2 separate regions of the Mus musculus genome follow, and region 1 is linked to region 2. The links are chromatin contacts, called in public Hi-C maps. All regions are on one chromosome and are shown on one strand. The core of a region is the stretch at or near the end of the contact, and the rest is flanking DNA. Distances in the headings are between cores, read along the strand shown. Region 1 has its middle 21 kb from the start of Gm36007. Region 2 holds the start of Lratd1 (LRAT domain containing 1).

What was found. A called contact is a pair of places that touch in the nucleus more often than the background predicts.
Region 1: a contact with region 2 is called in a Hi-C map of colorectal tumor organoids, with 1.8 times the contacts expected there. The contact joins the enhancer-like site here to the promoter of Lratd1 in region 2. A contact is called at or near these places in 3 of 484 Hi-C or Micro-C datasets (colorectal tumor organoids, epidermal suprabasal cells and nephron progenitors), 1 of 115 datasets of contacts at active chromatin or transcription factors (intestinal crypt epithelium) and 1 of 9 other capture datasets (embryonic stem cells).

What each region holds. Positions count from the first base shown.
Region 1 is chr12:14,210,040-14,216,035 of GRCm38.p6, reverse strand. No RefSeq gene overlaps it. Among named protein-coding and RNA genes, the nearest start is that of Gm36007, 21 kb to the left of the region's middle. Within about 2 kb of position 2,740, at least 8 of the 459 cell types and tissues checked have an H3K27ac peak or open chromatin away from gene starts, as enhancers often do. A contact at or near this core is called in colorectal tumor organoids and epidermal suprabasal cells, where this site is marked.
Region 2 is chr12:14,149,656-14,154,923 of GRCm38.p6, reverse strand. It overlaps Lratd1 (LRAT domain containing 1), which reads left to right and starts at 2,886. Exons shown (of 2, transcript NM_029007.2): 1 at 2,886-3,102; 2 at 4,164-5,268. The coding sequence starts at 4,200. The coding sequence ends at 5,078.

The DNA of each region.
Region 1 (5,996 bases), core at 1,491-3,990, 61 kb before region 2:
GGTTTGTCTTTTATCTTGTAGGTGATTCTAGATCCTGTCCAGTTGAAAGTCATTATTAATGATCAAAAATGCGTTGAGGGGTGAATTTCATATTCAAGCACAGATTCCTGCCAGGCAGTTGGATATATGATTCTTGAACTCAATGAGGGAGCTAAGACTATGGATGTGTACACTGAGGATATGATGGAACAGGAGGAACCATTGGAGGAGTGTAGATTGAAATCAAAAGTTAACAGACAAAGGGATTTCAAATTTTGGCTTGGTGAAGAAGAGTCACACAAATACTGAATCCTTATGAGCCTAAAAGCAATGACAGGGCATGTCATTCTTCTATTTGTTCAATAAACATCTTCAAGGTGTGGATTACTTATGGGTCTTGGATCTCAGTATTAACGCTGCTGAGATGAACTCACTTCACATGACCTTTATGCTCATGATCGTCATGTGATCGTGTGGTCCAGAAAATGAGATAATTGTGCCACATATTGGGATTGTGAGGAGTTAAGGTGTAGAGAACAGTATTCTTGAGAATGGTGACTTCTAATGTGGCACATGACAGGAGTGTAGGAATGAAGCTGTAAGAGCCTCAAGGTTATTTTATTCCCATCAAAGCCTCTTCAGGATGGAATAGTGTACATGGACATTGCATAGAATGCAAGAGATTAGTTAGCACACATAAAGTACCAATTAAAATTCCATGTTAACTACACTTACTTAAGGTTGATAGGAATGTTTCTAGTGCTTTAACTCAGGGTATGCACAGATATGTTGAAAAAGGAATTGTGATGAAGAAGAATACAAATTAGGACATGACAGTGCATGTGAGTGAATTTGAGTGGTTGCTTGGATATGGCATAGACTGTCACAGAGCAGGGGAGAAAGAAAATTGGCCCTATCCAAATTACACAACATAGACTCAAACAGACAGGAGAGTATGAAATGGGGAATGTTGAGGGGAAAGCAGAAGTTTTGCAGGAATCGTTTGTTAATGCCTCAAGCAACCAGATGAATCTTGTTTCCACTCACTGGGCTAAGAGAGCTGCCTCTGAGCTAGTAATGCAGTTCAAGCTCCAGCTGCTCTTCTTTCTGTTTCCTGTGAGCTGAGTGGGGTCATCTGATATACCAGGGAGTGTGTGTGTGTGTGGAGGGGTGTTATATAACCCTATCAATCTCACTTTTTCAACTTGCAAAATATGAATTATCAGTATTTTTAAATGATTTCTCAGAGGATAAAAGTAACAATGTTCACAAAACCCATGTTAACCTGTGTTATGCACCATGTGGAAGGCAGATTTATGGTCCCTAAAGCTATCTATATCCAAATCCCAGAACCCCAAGGTTCTGTTATCTTATACACAAAGGTAATTAAGTTTGCAGGTGGAATTGTTTTGCCAATCAGATGACCTTTAGAAGTGAGAGCATCCTAGGCTATCTGACAAAGCAAGAAATGGCCACATAAGATAAAAAATAAAAGCAGAGCTAGAGCAGCATGTAGACACATCTGATATTATAGCGTTAGATACAGGATCAGAAAGGAATGAGTCAGGAAATATGTGTAGTTTCTAAAACGGACAGGGCCTAACAGACAGATTCTCACTACAACCTGTAAAATGACTCACAGCCTATCCACACCTTGCTGTTCATCTTTGGAGACCCATCTCACTTTCTCCACACAGGCTATGAAGTAATATGAATCATTTTTAAGCCACTACATTTGTGGAAGGTTTAAGTAGAAACTTAGCACACAGTGCAATAAACTTTAACAACACTAAAATTGTTATTATTATAGCTCGACAAGGGAAGGAAGGGGAACAGTCGAGGTAGATGCAAAAATGGTTGGATTTTTGTCTACAAAGTAATTACTGATATACAGGGACGAGAAGATGGCAGACATGTTTGGGAAGCAGCAAATGGTGATATGGGCCTTGGTTAGGCCATAAGGGAAGACGATTGCAAAACTAAGACTTTGTATCAGGTGAGATATTTAATATGATTCCACCCTCATTCAAAGTGATTGTTAATTTTGGATAATCCACACAGTCCCTCAGCCAACCTCCCCACTACCCTCTTTTATTTCCTTTATGCTAGGATTCCATTTGAATTGAATGTAGGGAATCAAAGGTACAATGTTTTGAGAGATGCCTGAGGATTCTGCTATCAGGAATGAGGACTATTAAAGGCGACTTAAACATGTGTGGGGTCCTCTCAAGCCATGTCACTGCAATCAAATTAGGGAATCACTTATGAAGATGGTAGACTTGAGGTAGAAAATTGTCCAGGTTAGACACAGTTTATTGGCAAGAATTGACTTTGTTGTTACTGTGTTCAAAACAAGATGAATTTGTCTGGGAAAGATTTCTCAATGTCTGTGACATGGGAAGGGCTGTCCTACCCAGCTCTCCTTGCAGATTGTTGAGATCAAAGAGGAAATATGAAGGAACTTTGTAACCAGAAAAGAATGAGGCATCTGCTTCCAGCAGTCACTAGACTCAGGGCTCCTAGCAGCCCCTCATTCCTGCTTAGGCTTCTGTGTTGTCTGTTAGCAAGTTTAATCACATATACACACATCATAAAGCTGTCCCTTTATTTCTGCTTCTCCTTGTCTCCCCGGTGTTTACTGTTCCCTTCCCAATCAGCTGCCTACTTTGATCACTGTTTTGCTTTCTTGTTAAACAGATCTCTGAAACTCACTTATTTTCGGATCAGTTCCACAATCCTAATTGCTCATGCAAAACCTCAAAGCCTGTCACAGAAAGCCCAGGGGGAGAAGACTCACCTGGGAAGTATGAGCAGGCAGCAAGACTGATGTGTGAAACCAAAGAGTTTTACTACAATAAATGTTCATTTTGGGTTTCATTTTCTGTTCTAGAACCAAGGAAAAATAAAGGCAACAAAGTATCGAGAAGCAATTTCATTGGTTATATGCCAATGATAATTTCATAATTAATTGATATGACTGTTCCTAAAATTAAATGTTCAGAGTAAGTTTCAGGGGTTTGATTTGTATTGAGTTCATCTTTCCTTTTCATAACCCCATTTGATTATTTGTATGCCATAAAATACCTACCGCTTCTACCATGAAACCACTTCTGTCACATACAAATAAAGAAATCCTATTTAAAACCATAGCATTCCAGAGCTCTGGCCAGATAGCACGTTGGCTCATGTCCAGAAGGATCAAACAGGTAAGTTTACTCATCAAGCTGCTGCCTGACATTAATATGCCCTGCTAGGCTACACACCCACTGGGAGGATTAACCTGCAACAGTAATGAAGTCTGGAGCATATTCAGGCAGGAAAACAGCCATCTGCAGATGGAGCAGGCGTATACAGGAACATAAGTATAATACCAGTATCATATCTACCCATGGCCTACTTAAACATAAGATCTGTCCTGAGCATCCAAGCAAAAGGGTCTGTGTCTCAGTAGAGCGTCTCACGGATGGTGGTCCTCTCATGGTCCCTTCTTGCCTAATGCATGTACCTCTGGCCCACCTTTTGGCTGCTCTTAAACATCAACTCTCTACCAATAATTACTTAGGAAAAAGGAATGTTTCTGTTTCCTCTCAAACAAATAAACAAAAAAAAAAAGTGAAACCTGGAAGTATGTGTTTCAATATTCTTTTTTGCAAAGTCCCAGAGAGCTGTACTGGCTTGCTGAGTACGGCCACCTGAAAGATACTATGTCATCTCCTGGGTCTCCGTTTCTGTGTCTTTGTTATCTATGTAACCAACAAGGCTTTATGTCTCAGAATAGGAATACGGGTAGATAGGAAAAAGCCCTTCATAGCTCTCATGAAAATAAATCCCCGTCATGATCAATGGCACTTCTCACATAGTTAAAACAATCAAAACAAGTGGAATCGCTTCTGAGAAAGTTTCAAAATCACACTTTAAAGCTAGGAAGTGTCATTTCTACATTCAGAATCTCAGAGAAAATCCCAGGAGGCCACTTCTGTTAAATTGGTATATGCTTGTCATCCTGGGTCTCTCTTTTATCTGTCACTCAGGATTCCACCATGCTGGCATGGGACCATCTGGGTTGAGAACTCAGTCTTAGCACTCAGAAATTAAGCTTGTTAATGAGCAATTCAATGTCTCTTTCTTATACACACACACACACACACACCCCAGAAACTGCTTTCTGCCTTCCTCATTCTCTTTGCTCCTGTCCAGGTAAAGATACAGTGTCCAGATAGGTAAAATGGTAAGCAAGAAAGCACCTTGACTACTCTAAGCACCGTCTTGGGCTACTTTTCTTATCATGATTCTTTACACTCATTGCCCATCACCTCAGCTGCCTTCCTTGTAAACTCATCCCTCAACAGTTGTAAGCACAGTGAAGTCCATTTTTCTTTGACTGTCTGGATGATATGAATGCATTCCGCTATGATCCCATTAGAATAGATGCTATCACTTTATGATAGTTCCTCACGCTTTTTGCACTGATGCTCTTCCATGAGCTACTTTCACACAAGGATTTGTGTTCTTCATGAGAATACAGGGCAAGCAGAGTCAATCCATCCTAAATCTTTAGTGACTAGCAAAAAGGATGGAGAGCACATGAGCAACTCAAAGTGAGAAAGTTGCTATAGGCAGCCAAGGCTAGCCATTGAAGTAAGAAAACTGGCTTCAGAGATAAACTAGAACAAAGATCTCCTGTCCTGACCATACCTCAAAATTCTCCCAACATGTCAGAGAGCAAGTGAGCACAGATGAGTGAGAGAGAGAGAGAGAGAGAGAGAGAGAGAGAGAGAGAGAGAGAGAGAAAGAATTCTACAAATTCATTCCTCATAGTGTAGGACTATAAATTCGAGATGAGTTCATCTTAAAATAGTTAAGGAAATCATGGACCAAGAAAGAGAAATGAGTTGAAGAAAGTAATGCAGCTGATCTTCTTTTCAGATGAGGTCACACAAACCCTTAATATGGACCCTGCATATTTGTACAACCAAGATGACAGAGCCATCATGTAAAGAAAGCAAGCGGGTCAACTGAGAATTGACTGCATGACTGGTTCTTCTATTGAAATACCTTGAGAACTCAAAGTGCAATGAATGGCACCATTGTCCTCCTGCACAAAATTAATACACCACTTGACAGAGAAGTTCTGCATCTATATATACTTCCACAGCTCACTGAGTCCTCTATTTCCATCATGCAAGGGAGAATCCAGTGACTTCAGAACTCTGAAGTCCTTCCTTCAATTTCAAACTCTTATTACAGGTAACCAAAGGACCACATTTAAATTCCACAAAATAAAATAAAACGCACACACACGCACACACACACACACACACACACACACACACACACACACACATTGCTTCTCAGTACCACAGGTAGATAAGAGCATATCACAAAAACAAACAAAAAATGTGTGGCTAATAATCTTGAATTATAAGTGTAGAAAACAATACACACTTTTGAACCAGGCTATACATTCCTAGTCCATCTTTTAGTAGCAATGTTGACCTATTTTCTTTAGCTATAGCTCTTGAATTTAATTTCCTAATCTAAGAATGGAGATGATAATCAATATTTTTCCATTGTGGCATCATTCTATGTATGTATAATTTCTCTGTCAAGTTGTAGAGGAATTTTAGTCTAGCAACATGGCTGCTCTGGCAAGGGATCACAGCGAAAGGCCTTCTAGGTCTAAGTGATCAAGCTGGAATGACATACCTTTAATCTCTCTGGCTAGAATTCTGAAAAGTCCTTAATCCCCAACAATGGAGGTAAAGTTAGTTTGTAGAAAGAAGCAGTCATATTTGGAAGTGACATCTAATTGAAGGGCTGACAAATGGGGAATTAGGAGAATATTTGACAGAATGAGTCAGAGATAGGATATACCCAGCTTTCACAAGAATAGACAAGAAAGACAGGGTACTGCAACATGAGTCAGGAATGGAGGGCAGTTCACTAAAGGCAATTAAGTTGAGTTCAGGGAATGCATTGGAGTTGAGTTGAGTTGATTTGAGTTGCATTCAGTTCAG
Region 2 (5,268 bases), core at 1,637-4,136:
ATTCCTTCTTTCCTCTGTTTCATGATAATTCAGAGCTCCCTCACTACACTGAATACTTACTCCCATGTTGTGAATAAAATAATCAGCTTGTTAACCCCACAGGGGAGAGGGGATGAAAGAGAGAATCAAAATCTGCACACTAGATTTAAGATCCATGCAGTAACAAAGTTTCACTTGGAATATTCTCAGGAACATTAGGATACTAGGAAACAAAAAGCAGCCTGCCCACTCTGCACTCTGGGGTAGTAGGAGACACAACAGGTATTCTGAACAGCCTGCAGGCTACACTGGTGTGCCACTCTGACCTTGGGAATAGAGCCCTAAAAATACAGCTATTCAAAATCAAGGCCTGAGCTACCTTTAATGTATTCTTCTCACATACCACCTTAGATATCTTCCCAGCATCTCAGAGACCAGTTGATACTAAGAACGATAACCCTTCTTGATTTCATAAATTACTTGTTCAACTAACTCTCTTGACTTCCTAGACAGAAAAAAAAATGAGCTGTTTGTTATGTGTATCAAATATTAAAGTTGCCTTAAAACCTGTAGTTAGTGCTTTCAAGGAGGACAACTTATTTTCTAACAACTTCCATGTGGACTGCCCTGGTTACTCTTCTATTCCTGTGAATAGACACCATGACCAAGGCAACTTATAAAATAAAAGTATTTATTTGGGGGCTTACAGTTCCAGAGGGTGAGTCTTTGACCATTATGGTGGGAGCATGGCAACAGGAAGGCAGCATGGTGCTGGGGCAGTAGCTGGAAGCGTACATCCTTATCTACAGGCACAAAGGGGGGGGGGGGGCAGAGCCAGATAGAAAGACACAGAGAGACACATAGAAAGAGAGAGATAGACAGAGACAGAGAGATAGAGACACAGAGAGAACTGGGGGTGGCCTGTTTTTTTCAAAGCCCACCCACAGAGACATAGCTCTTCCATCCTGGCCACACTTCCTAATCCTTCTCAGAGTTCATCAATAATGACCAAGCATACCATTCCCATTCAAACCACTAATTGGACACTGGCCAATTTTCTAAATTAATTTAAGTAAATACTATACAGATGACTGATTTAAAACCAGTCTTTTTTCAGCAATACTTATCAAGTCTCTACTTTGATAAATCACTGCCCTTGCATGCTATGAAGGCAGACAACATTCGTGAAAATAATACAAACCTGAAGAGAAGGTGGAGGCTATGTACCTTGTAAAGAATCAGGCAGACAGCTCAGCACAGAAAGGTTGACACATTCTATGAACTTAGGCCCAATAACTAAAGTACTTGAAACACTTGCTTTTGTTGTTGCTGTTTTTCACACTGTGAAAACAAGATTTAGTCTATCAGCAAACACTGTAATTTATATAAAAAGTAAACTTTCTATGAACTTTGAGGAGGTTGTTGTTGCTGACTGACCCCAGGATATTTCCTTATTTGCTACAAAGCAGATTTTAGTGACTACCCTATAAAGGTCTGGGGGTTAAATTGCCTACTTGAACCTCTAAACACAGGGATGGTGGCCACTGTGGTCAATTTTCCTTTTGGTTACTACTGAAGCTCATTCTCTGTCAGTCATTGCCAGGGGGCCCAGAACTCAGCGGCATAGTCTGCAAGCCTAAGGCACACGTGTGCTTCAGGTTTGTAATGAAATGAAGTGGTCTGAGTTTGAATTATGGTCAACAGCTCCCAGAAGGGAAAGGAAGGGGCTATGGGGAAGGATGAGAGAGAGGAGGAGGGTGAAAGGAAGAGGGAAAGGGGAAGGAACATGGGGGAGGGGGGCGAAGAGAGAGAGACAGACAGACAGACAGACAGACACACAGACAGACAGACAATCATCTCAGAAGCCCTTCAGTGTAAAAGTGACATTAAAACCTGACCCAGAAACTCTAAGAACTCTTCCAAAGTTTAAGGCAGAAAAGTTTAGAAACTGTCTAGAATTTCCTTTTACGGAAGAAAGTCACTTTGTATCATCCAGTGTCCCTAGTGCGTTCATTCACTGAGTTCCCATCCTTAAGGACTAATGGACACTTTATCACACACACAAAACCAAACATGATTCCCTTAATTAGGACAGTTTTGGAATTGGGAAACACTTCTGTGCACTAATATCAGCTAGCATTTGAGATTCAGCCCTCTCACGGGAAACGGGAGGTTGAAGACAAAGGAACATTCAGAGAAGGTGCCAGCCAAAGCTCAGACTTTCTGGAAGCCTTTGACACCTACATGGTTCTCCTTTTAAAACCAGGCGCCGGCAATGGCGCTGGGTCAGCACTTTCACTTGGCTCAAAGGACAGGCGCTGAGCACCATCATGCAATTTCTAAGGCGGCTGTGACTGACAGGAACAGAAGCAACTGTGCGACAGCCGGGAGCCAAGCAAGACTCCGAAGTCCCATCAAAGCAACCTCAAATACGCGGTTCCTGGTTCCTAGCCACTCACAATGCCTTGGCCACGCAGAGCGTTCTTTTTTTTTTTTTTTCTTTCTTTCTTCTTCTTCTTTTTTTTTTTTTTTTTTTTCCACCCCCAAACTCAGTTTTCCTTCTGGAATCTGTCCTCTTATAATACAGAACACGAACGCGGGCGGACTGTGTTCTCAGTTACTAGGGACTCGGTTGCAAAGGAGCAGCTGGGTGTACTAGCCACGCCCCTCTTATGCTCCCCACGGGTGCTCACACCTACGCTCCCAATGCGTTGAGGCTGGGGAATGCTGGGGGCTGGGCAGGGCGGAGCACAAAGGAAACCCGCCCCTGATTCCACCCCCAGCCGAGATTGGCAGGGCTCGGGGACGAGTCCTAGCCAATGGGCGCGTTCCGGGGCGGGCCTGGAAAACGGCTGTTCAAGGGATTTAAGAGTCGTCCGCGCGGCTGTAGGAAAGCGGAGTGGAGCCAGGACTTGCCAGGTGGAGCAGACGCCCAAGCCAGCGTAGACACGGAGCGCATCCGCACCGCTCTGGGTACCTCACCTCACTGCTCGTCTCCGGATAGATCGGAACCGCAGTCCCACGCGACTCCAGGACCCACTCGCCACTGCCGCCTCCACAGCACCCATGGGGACCTGGAGACTTTAAAAGGAGTTTGGGGTTTCGGGCGCAGGGAAATCACGGGTACGGAAAAGCCGCTTTCTTTGCCTTAAAAAATGGTTTTTCTTCGTCCGATTGTGTGAATTGTGTGCTGGGTTGAAGAGAGGGGCTCTTCGGGTTGAAAGTAGACGTCTTCACACACACACACACACACACACACACACACACACACACACACACACACACACCACTAATACTCACCATGGGTTTCGCCTTGCCTCCCCTGTCTCTTTGTTAGGTTATTTTAGACAGAGCAGCCTCGCCCTGGCGCAGTCCGATTGGCTCTATGAAAAAGGCAAGCAAGGAGAGGGCAGAGTGCACCTGCCTGCGTGGGCAGGTGTGTCCCAGTGCTTGAGAGTACGCGCATTGACAAGTGTGCAGGCGTTCGTCCGGAATTGTGTAGGAATTGGGGGTAGATGGTGCCAATGTGTGGTCTCCAAGATGTTTCATTGTGGGTGTATGACATTAGCATTGTGGGTGTATGTACCAGGCTGTCAGTGCCTGGACTCCAAGTGTGCAAAATGCTGATGGCAAGTGAATGCCTGCAAACGAGTCTTGCCCTTGTGAAAGAAGCTGTCGGGGATCGGGTGTGACCCAGTCCAAAACGAGTAGGTGGGCTACAAAGGATGGCGACCACAATGTGAGCTCAGCTTGCTGTATTTCGGGCCTTGGGGCTTCTCTTGACACCCTCCCTTCCTTCTGGGTATATCACCAATCTGCCACAACCTGCGCTCTCTTCGCCCACTTGAACCTTACATGCTCTCTAGCCCGCCTGTGGTTTCTACTGTGGAAGTTACCGGGCAGGGTTCCTGGGCAGAGTCAGAGGCTGGCTGAGCTGGTATGCTGTCTATTCTGGCCCTGAGACTGGTGCCTTTTTCTGTGCCCCCCCTTTTTTCTTTTCTTTCTTTCTTTTTTTTTCCCCCCCTTTTAACCCCAGGTCGGATCTGCAAAGTTGGCTGTCGCAGGCGACTCAGTGCCGGTGGTCAGGCAAGCTGCAGGCCCCTGGGGAACTGAACGCCTTGGGGAAGGGACACCAGGAGGGTCAACCCGGACTCTGATGGTGTCTATCCTCTCTCCCTCGGCAGATCTCAGTTGCTGGCCCTGGCCTCGCCGCGTCATTGATGGGCAACCAACTGGACCGCATCACCCACCTCAACTACAGCGAGTTGCCCACTGGGGACCCATCTGGGATTGAGAAGGACGAGCTGCGAGTCGGGGTTGCCTACTTCTTCTCGGATGAGGAGGAGGACCTGGACGAACGCGGGCAGCCGGACAAGTTTGGTGTGAAGGGCCCCCCAGGTTGCAGCCCTTGCCCAGAGAGCCCCAGCCGCCACCACCACCACCTGCTGCACCAGCTCGTCCTCAACGAGACTCAGTTCTCCGCCTTCCGGGGCCAGGAATGCATCTTTTCCAAAGTGACCGGCGGCCCTCAGGGCGCCGACTTGAGTGTCTACGCGGTCACTGCGCTGCCGGCGATCTGCGAGCCAGGCGACCTGCTAGAGCTCTTGTGGCTACAGCCGGCGACCGAGCAGCCCGCGCCAGCCCCTCACTGGGCCGTCTACGTGGGCGGCGGGCAGATCATCCACCTGCACCAAGGCGAGATCCGCCAGGACAGCCTGTACCAGGCGGGCGCGGCCAACGTGGGCCGGGTGGTGAATAGCTGGTACCGCTACCGCCCGCTGGTGGCCGAGCTAGTGGTGCAGAACGCCTGTGGCCACCTGGGCCTCAAGAGCGAGGAGATCTGCTGGACGAACTCCGAGAGCTTCGCTGCCTGGTGCCGCTTTGGAAAGCGCGAGTTCAAGGCTGGCGGGGAGGTCCCCGCAGGAACGCAGCCGCCGCAACAGCAGTATTATCTCAAAGTGCATCTGGAGGAGAACAAAGTCCACACGGCCCGGTTCCACAGCCTGGAGGACCTCATCCGCGAGAAGCGTCGCATAGACGCCAGTGGCCGCCTGCGAGTGCTGCAGGAGCTTGAGGACTTTGTGGACGACAAGGAGTAGCCTCAGAGGGGCAGCTCGGCGTGCCAGTTCCCACGCCCGGAGTTCCCTTTCGGTCCCCGCAGTTCTGCACCCCATGTTCCCCTAACGCGCCCGCCCAGGGCCAGCGGCTGGAAGCTTCGGGAACTCACCACCACCCACCGCACTGGGCGGGAGCAGCTGCGCGCTCCTAAGACAACCCTGGTGTTGGTGA